Regions from separate parts of the Sus scrofa genome. Here region 2 is linked to region 1. The links are chromatin contacts, called in public HiChIP or PLAC-seq maps. All regions are on one chromosome and are shown on one strand. Each heading gives the region's core, a stretch centred on a gene start, on an enhancer-like site or on the middle of the called end of the contact. The rest is flanking DNA. Distances are from core to core; before and after follow the strand shown. Region 1 has its middle 37 kb from the start of HFE. Region 2 overlaps HFE (hereditary hemochromatosis protein).

The links. HiChIP or PLAC-seq counts read pairs in DNA pulled down with a chosen protein or histone mark.
Region 2: a contact with region 1 is called in an H3K27ac HiChIP or PLAC-seq map of alveolar macrophages. The contact joins two enhancer-like sites. A contact is called at or near these places in 10 of 47 Hi-C or Micro-C datasets (blood, embryonic fibroblasts, fibroblasts and 7 more) and 2 of 2 datasets of contacts at active chromatin or transcription factors (alveolar macrophages and skeletal muscle).

What each region holds. Positions count from the first base shown.
Region 1 is chr7:20,719,551-20,723,964 of Sscrofa11.1, reverse strand. It overlaps the pseudogene LOC110261488. Among named protein-coding and RNA genes, the nearest start is that of HFE, 37 kb to the left of the region's middle. Within about 2 kb of position 2,639, at least 71 of the 83 cell types and tissues checked have an H3K27ac peak or open chromatin away from gene starts, as enhancers often do. A contact at or near this core is called in alveolar macrophages and retroperitoneal adipose tissue, where this site is marked.
Region 2 is chr7:20,761,898-20,766,311 of Sscrofa11.1, reverse strand. HFE (hereditary hemochromatosis protein) reads right to left here. Exons shown (of 5, transcript XM_021098424.1): 2 at 3,236-3,499; 3 at 2,767-3,066; 4 at 1,199-1,709; 5 at 1-216. The coding sequence ends at 180. Among named protein-coding and RNA genes, the nearest start is that of HFE, 5.5 kb to the right of the region's middle. Within about 2 kb of position 1,766, at least 7 of the 83 cell types and tissues checked have an H3K27ac peak or open chromatin away from gene starts, as enhancers often do. A contact at or near this core is called in alveolar macrophages and retroperitoneal adipose tissue, where this site is marked.

The DNA of each region.
Region 1 (4,414 bases), core at 1,390-3,889:
GGACTGAGGAATGCTCACACATTTTCACCCAGGGCAGTGGTAGGTATGACTAAAATCAGTCTGAAACTATCTACAAGGCTATTAACTAAAAAAGACAGGCCAACCATAACAGAAGCTGGTCTATGGAGCAACCACACCTCCCTCCAGTATAGGAAATCGATATTCACCCGTCATTACATAGGCTTTGAATGGAGGACAGGAAATTCTTTCTAAATTGCTTAGTGATGTGTATCCCAATGCCTACAACAGTATCTGGCACATTACACAAAATCAATAAATATCTTCTGAAGGACACCAGGACACCAGCTAAGGAAAATATAAAGTAACCACTCTCTCAACCAGGCCCAATTTTTGCTCCTCTGGTCATCCAGGATGCAACTCTGAATGCTCCCTATTGTCAGTTTAAATTAAGACAGTCTAGGTAATTATCATTCCTCAAGAAATCTTGGAGGACAGCTAATAGGGGGGAAATGGTATGCAAAAACTAGGAGGAACACTGACTGAAACTAACATACTGAGCCTGAAATCAGCCCTCCATCCATAAAAATTATTAAAAAAAAAAACAAAAATAGGAGTTCCCGTCGTGGTGCAGTGGTTAACGAATCCGACTAGGAACCATGAGATTGCGGGTTCGATCCCTGCCCTTGCTCAGTGGGTTAACGATCCGGCGTTGCCTTGAGCTGTGGTGTAGATCGCAGATGCGGCTCGGATCCCGCGTTGCTGTGGCTCTGGCATAGGCCGGAGGCTACAGCTCCGATTGGACCTCTAGCCTGGGAACCTCCATATGCCGCGGGAGCGGCCCTAGAAATGGCAAAAAGACAAATAAATAAATAAATAAATAAATAAACCAAAAAACTAGACAGTTCAGTTGTAGCTCAGTGGGTTAAGGATCCAGGGTTGTCACTGCTGTGGTTCTGGTTACAGCTATGGCACAGTATCAATCCCTGGACTGACAACTTCTGCATGTCTCAGGTGTGGCCAAAAAAAAAAAAATTTTTTTTTTGAATGATAAAAATTTACAAAAAAACCCCAAACCCCACAATGTTAGAGGCATTTGTGAATATCTTTTTAGAGGGGAATAAACTTTTCCCTATTAGCCAACTTCAAGTTAATTCAGGTCACTTTTCCAGCTGAGTTCTAAAGTCTGGCATACTTCTGGAACATGCTTGGATTAGGGCCATTCTTGCTTCATAACCTTTTGTGGCTGCAATTGACTAGACCATATTTCCAGGTTTAGCAAGAGAACCTCCTCACAGACCAGCAGTGCCTACTCTAAAAATTTCCTTTTCTGCCACCCTGCCTGACGGTGTGTATGTGTGTGTATATATATGTACATCTCATAAAATTCACCCACTTTAAGTGTCCAACTCAGTGAACTTTAGTATATTAACTTGTACAACCATCACTACAATCTGATTTTAGATACTGCAAAATTCTATCAAATATCTATTCCTCTGTGAAGGAAGGTAAAAAAGTACCACTAACTGTTGAGGGCTGTGTTGACACCAAGATGGAAGCTCGTTTTCTTCATAAATTAATTTTAATTTCGCTTGAATTCAATGCCCTGGATTTTCTGGAGCTGAATCTTGTTTCTTTTACCCACCATTTCAGATTACTTTTTTAATCAAGACAAACCACCGTTGGTGGCGGTAATTTCAGCACTGTTCTCAGGACGCGACTGAGAACCGTTCAGATGTCTGAGTCTGTTTCATAATACGTAAAAACACAGATTAAAAACAAAAATTCACTGAACAGGGCTTTGGAGTTTCTCTCCCGCTTTCGCACGCCCCCAATATTGGTCGCACCAGGAAAATCACATGAGATCATCAGTTCTGATTGGCTAACACCCATGAATGGGGCTTGCCGATTGGGCAGTGCTCTTTGTGCCTGGAAACCAATTAAAGTTTCTAGCTTTCAAGGTTGTATTCCACTTTTAATGAGTTGAGACTCTCAACCCCCAAACACACCAGTATACAGTGAATGAGAGAAAGACTGGGAGTTACCTTGGTGTAGGAATGTAAAGATCTCGGACTTACTTTTGCTGTTAGCTCCGCAATCTTTCCTGATGAGGAACTTCTCATCGTTCATTTTTACTACAGCATAGTTACAGCCTTTTGTTGAATGTTTGGGTGGCCCTGAAAAGGGCCTTTGGTTTAGAAAAAGTTTTGATGGGGAATCAGTACTTAACCACCAAAGCCGTAGAGGGTGCGTCCCTGGCGCTTGAGCGCGTAGACCACGTCCATGGCCGTGACGGTCTTGCGCTTGGCGTGCTCGGTGTAGGTGACGGCGTCCCGGATCACGTTCTCCAGGAACACCTTCAGCACCCCGCGGGTCTCCTCGTAGATGAGGCCGGAGATGCGCTTGACGCCGCCGCGCCGAGCCAGGCGCCGGATGGCGGGCTTGGTGATGCCCTGGATGTTGTCTCGCAGCACCTTGCGGTGGCGCTTGGCGCCGCCTTTTCCCAGGCCCTTGCCGCCCTTGCCGCGTCCAGACATGCTCACAAGAGAAGCGAACCAGCAGCAAACGACAAAGAGCCTCAGAGGCCACCCTTATATACATACTCCCCTCCCCCCCCCCCCCACCGAGAGAATGGGAAGCGCGCAGGCGGGAAATGTGACGCCAATAATCCCCTCCCTTAACCCCTCCTCCAAACCGGCGGAAGGGCGGGGACGGCAGGGCGGGTAGGGCAGTCAGGCAGAGCCAGTTTGACCAATAGTCTGCTTCTTTAGCTGGGCTTTGTTCTAATGCAGTACCGGAGCTAGGCTTAAAGGGAACGTGAGTCCAAAAATTCTAAGTAGAAAAAAAATCGAAGGTAAAAATTTCACAATAAAATTTGTTAGTCTTATAAATATCGAGATCAAAGAAATTATAAATTTAAATTCACAGTTAACTAGCTTTTTCTGACATGTTTTACTTTTTACCCATTTTTGATAACGCTTTGTTTTGCAACTGATGCTTACAAGGCCTTATTTTTTTCAGTTCTCTGCAGTGCCTATTCTTTCCAATGCCTCTAATCTTTTTACTAGAGCATGAGCAGTACTACTTATCAAAGGGGTCAGTCTGTTCGCATACGCAGGGGACTTTTACAGAGGGCACACCTGTGAAAGCTGTTGTTTGCTTTCCTTTTCCAGCAGATGGCAAGCTATATTAAGCCAATTCGAGTTGAAAATTAGTTTACAGCTACTTCATTTGAAAATATGGGTGGCTCTGAAAAGAGCCTTTGGCTTAACTTTCAAAGGAAATCGGCAATTATGCCCGTTCTCCGCGAATGCGGCGAGCTAGCTGGATGTCCTTGGGCATGATGGTGACGCGCTTGGCGTGGATGGCACACAGGTTGGTGTCCTCGAAAAGCCCCACCAGGTAGGCTTCGCAGGCCTCCTGCAGCGCCATCACTGCAGAGCTCTGAAAGCGCAGGTCCGTCTTGAAGTCCTGCGCGATCTCGCGCACCAGCCGCTGGAACGGCAGCTTACGGATCAGCAGCTCCGTGGACTTTTGGTAGCGGCGAATCTCACGCAGGGCCACGGTGCCCGGCCTATAGCGATGGGGTTTTTTCACGCCACCGGTGGCCGGTGCGCTCTTGCGGCAGCCTTGTAGCCAGCTGCTTACGCGGCGCCTTGCCGCCGGTAGATTTACGAGCGGTTTGCTTAGTACGGGCCATACCTACACCTAAAAAAGCGTACTAAGTACTTGCACAAATAAGTTGGCTAGACACATAGCTAGTATATATAGTACCTAGAGTATACTGATTGGACGAGAAAATGTTTACGTCTCAGGCTCTGATTGGTCTTCTTTTAAACTTTCCAACAACCATGCAGTTTCATTGGCTACTACGTTCTATCCTAGACGCTTCTCACATTTACTTTTGTTCTTCTTCCACTGATTGATTTCGTGTCAAAGCAATACTTTGAAAGTTACATTTTTGAAAAACTAAACATTAATTTCATTGATGCTGTAGTACTATTTGCTTATTTACTGGGTGGGGGGGAGTGGGGGCTGAGGGAATAATCCTCCAAAATTGAGGGAAAAATCCCAAAAATGTACTCTAAATCACCGGCTTGATAACCAGATATCAGGTTAGAAATTCGCAAAACCATTTTACAAGGGCTCCTTTGTAATGTTTAAACTGAATAAAGAACTTCTTTTAAACCATCAAGACATAATCTCTAGTAAAACCACACTAGCAGCTTCAGAAATATTTCCTTCAGTAAATCACCTTCCTAAATATTTATGCTCAGACTTTTACACCTGGAGCTTTCCGAAACATGATATCTAAAGCTTGGCATACATACATTTCGCCAGCCACAATGGCTCAGGGAAGTTGCTCTATGGGGGGCAGCGATGGACTTGCTCAATAAATGAATTCCGGACCATAAAGAAGCGAACTTATAATTGCCAAAGACCTTACAATCACTTA
Region 2 (4,414 bases), core at 517-3,016, 43 kb before region 1:
ATGGGGAAGCTCTTTGAGAGGGAACTGGAGAGGCTAAGAGCAGAGAGTTCCTGAGACAGTTCTTATTTTTTAGGTCCAGCTGTCTTTTGACATGAAGAAGGCCACAAGAGCTCCCTCTCTTTGAGTCTCAAAGAGTTAGGTCTCCTCCCCACCAGATCTGCAGGCAGCATGCTCTTCATTCACATTCGGCTAAGACATAGTCCCCCGAGGCTGCTCCTGTAAAGATAAGACCCAGGGAAGAGGTATCACAGACTGGGGAAAGTCTCTCGTCTCCTCCCCATCTCGCTCCTCCGGCATCCACTCATCTCAACTCTGACCACTCCCTGCCCAAGGGGACTCCTAGATTTCGGAGACCTTCAACTCCATCTGGAAGTTCTGGGCAGCTTTCTAACTGGTCTCCTTGCCTCCAGTCTCACCTCCTAACAACTCACTCTCCAGACCAGAGAGATTGGGTCCCTCCTTGCTTATTTAAGTCCCTGCTTTTTCCAGCCCCCTCAAGTGCTCACAACATCATCGGACACCCCAAAGTCCCCCAGGGCTCTAAGGGAGCTGGTTTCTGTCTGCCCCTTTCCCGGGCAACATGGATGCTTAGGGAGGAGAAATGCAGATTGGCAAGTATGCAAAGTCAAGGGTGAGGTATGATAATAGCTTCTCACCTCCCCCCCCACCCCCAGCATGCCTCACATTCTCCCATTTTCATGTTTGCTTCATCTGCATGAATCTCCCCTCCTCAACTTCATCTGAAAATATTCTACTTCTTCAAGATCCAGAAGCCTTTCTTGATTCCCAGACAATGAATATGATCACCCCTTCCCTTGACACCCCAAAGCCTTTGCCTCCTATCTGCCTTAGGACCTTTGGGACTCTTCTTAAACTGCATCAACCTGTGTTACGGATTTCATTCCCTACTAACTTGGGTTCTGAGAATAGCGGCAGTGACTCAGCCTCAAAACACCTGCACTACAGAAGCGTGCAAAATAATAGGCACTCACGAGATATTTGTTGAATTAGGAGCTTTCATTCCGAAGAAACCTATTAATTCCTGCTCCCAGGGAGGTGCCAAGGCTCCCAGAGAAAAAGAGAAGGCTTCTCTCAGATGCCAAACCCCTTTGCCCTCCCTTTGCCCCACCTCCTGGAGGAGAATTAGTGCATCCTGGGAGCCAAGGTACCAGGAAGCTTCCTCTGTTTTCCTACTTACTTAAAGCCTGCCTTCTCCTTAAGATTCTGAACAAAATTCCAGTAAAGATGATGACACAAACAGCAATCCCACTGATGATTCCAATGACCAGGGTGCCAGACAGCGAGGGCTCTGAAACAGCAAAAGCGAGTGAGAGCCCGTGACCGCTGCCCCAGCCCAGGGCAGACCCTTGCTTTGGTAACCACTCCCACCCCATCCACACCAGGTTTTCCCAGCCCCTGGCTCTCATCCATACCCCAGCGGGCAGTGAGGGGCTGATCCAGGCCTGGGTGCTCCACCTGGCAGCTGTATCTCTGCTCCTCCCCAGGGAGCACCACCAAAGCCACCCAGCTCTGGTAGGTCCCATCCCCGTTGGGCAGCACATCCCTGGGCTCAATGTCCTTGGCATCCAGTGGCTGCCTGTCCTTCAGCCACCTCATGGTGATGTTCTGGGGGTAGAAGTTCAGAGCCTGACAGCGTAGAGTGGTCACCGCAGAGGCCACGTGATGAGTCACCTTCACCAAAGGAGGCGCTGGAGAGGAAGAAGGAAGGATCTGGAGGGGGAATCTTCCTACCCTGGCTGGGAAGACCAGAACTTTCACTTCCCTTTCTCTACAGGATGGAGGAAGGCGTTACCCTGTGCAGACAAAGCAAGTGTAGGAGAGACAGACCATTTTGTGTCCTAAAACATGTTCCCGGATTTGGTTCCAATGTGGTGTCACATGGAGAGCAGACAAGGTCATATCAACTTGTTCTCTGATCTCACATGTAAATAGGCACAGTTGTTGCCCATATCCCATGTGCTTTGTTAATATATTAAGTTGAATCAGATAAAATTGCTCCTTATGAGGATCAAAAAAGGTTGAGTATGTACTACTGGTAATCCCAATGTTCAATGTTCCCAATAAGTATTCTTATAAGAAGGGGCCTTGGGAATTCCCGTCTTGGCGCAGTGGTTAATGAATCCGACTAAGAACCATGAGGTTGAAGGTTCGATCCCTGGCCTTGCTCAGTGGGCTAAGGATCCGGCGTTGCTGTGGCTCTGGCGTAGGCCGGTGGCTATGGCTCCGATTAGACCCCTAGCCTGGGAACCTCCATATGCCGCGGAAGCCGCCCAAGAAAAAAAAGGGGGGGGGGCCTTGTTCGGTAGCCAGCCTTCAGCGACCACCTTACAAGGTGTGACAAGTGACTACAGCCATATTCAGTGGGAATGACCTTTAACTGTCAGGATTCTGCTACTGTGATGGGTTGCCTCACTCATTCATTTCTTGCCTTGGTATTCATGTGAGCATGAGCATTTCTGAATTCCTGAAGGTTATAAATTCATGTAGGGTTCTTGGTTAAATCAAGAGAAAAAAAAAATCATAGTTCTTTCGCTACATGCATGGATTAAAAAAATTAAAACCACAGCATATGATAGGCTTTTATCCCCGTTGGAAGCTGGAAAGCTCAGGGTGGGGAACTCAGACCTCGGCTCCTTGCCAGAGTGTCACACAACCTTGGGCATGTCTGAAACCCCACCCAAGATCCCGTGCCCTGCATCCCCCTTCCCTCTGTCACAAGAGGAGCAGAGGGTGCTCCTGCCTTACCTTGCTGGTCCAGAGCCCCTCTCCCCAGCTCCAGCAAGCGCCGCAGCTGCTCCGGGCAGTCCCGCTCCAGGTAGGCTCTGTTCTGCTTGGCCCGGATCTTACTGACTTCCCACTCCAGCTTGGTGGCCCAGGCCCTGGGCTCTGCCGCCCCCCAGTCCAGCGTCTCAGGGTGGAACTCCAGGTGGTCCTGCCCATCGTACCCATACTTCCAGAACCCTCTGGTGCTGTTGTCCGCTTGCACTTCACAGCCCAGGATCACCTGCAGGGTGTGGGACTCTGGCAACACTCCCAGCTTCGTTACTGAAACCAAAGGAGCAGGTCCTGTTTCCACTGTGATGGGACTGAATGACCTCAGGAAGCAAAGTCCAGCCCTCTTCCCTGCACCCCCCACCCCAAAGCTCTCAAGCTCCTGGCCCTCTGATGCCTCCCCCCAGAACAAGGAGACAAGGCGAGGCCCCACTCCACGTACTCTTGCTGTAGTTGTGGTTGTCCATGATGGTCCAGAAGTCCACGGTGAACATGTGATCCCACCCTTTCAGGCTCTGGCTTAGCTGCAGCCACAGTTGGTTGGAGGCCTTACCCGAGAGCCAGGGGGCGCGAGGCTCTGCACGGCGACTCTCGTGATTGTAGGACACAAACAGCTGGTCGTCCACGTAGCCCAAGGCCTCAAACAGGGGCAGCCCGAGATCTGGCTCCGAGGCGCCCATGAAGAGGAAGAGCAGGGAGTGTGGCCCTGGGGAGAGGGTGATAGGCCTTCTCTGTGGGTCAAGAGGGGCTGAGAGGCAGAGCCTCCACATGTCTTCTTCCTATTTTTTTTGCTTTTTAAGGCTGCACCTGCCACGTATGGAAGTTCTCAGGTTAGGGTAATTGGGGCTGTAGCCACTGGCCTGCACCAGAGCCACGCTGGAACTGAGCCACATCTGTGACCTACACTACAGCTCACAGCAACATCAGATCCTTAACCCACTGAGCATGGCGAGGGATGGAACCTGTGTCCTTATGGATGCTAGTCCAGTTCATAACCTGCTGAGCCATGATGGGAACTCTGTCTCCACATCTTCTGAATTAACTCATGCCAGCTGTGTCTGGTCCCACCCTGTGAAAGTGAGCGCTGGTGCCTGCCTCCCCTCCCCAGGGCTGGCCATCTGCTCTCTTCTCTGTCCATCCTGTGTGGATGCCCCCCCCCCCACTGCCCACCTCATCCCTGTAGCCCCCAGCCTCAGTCCCAGTGCTCACGTAATCTCCCCTGGAGGCAATGGATTCTAGAAAATCCCATCATGTGTCTCTCTAGGGCAGTTGAGCTCAGGAGTTGGTGCTCAGAGCTACTTAGATCCAAGTCCAAAGGAATTACTGTTGGTTTTTTTCCCTCTATTTTCATCTCTAAACCTTTTCCTTTGTATAGGCAGACCTCATTTTATTGCAGTTTGCAGATCATGTATATTTCACAAATTGAAGGTTTGTGGCAACCCTACCTCAAGCAAGTCTATTGCTATCATCTTTCCAACTGCCTTTGCTCACTTTGTGTCTCTGTGTCAGAGTTTGGTAATTCTTGCAAGATTTACAACTTTTCATTATTATTTTTTGGCCACTCTCATGGCATGCAGATGTTCCTGGGCTAGGGATTGAACCTGAGCTATAGAAGTGAAAA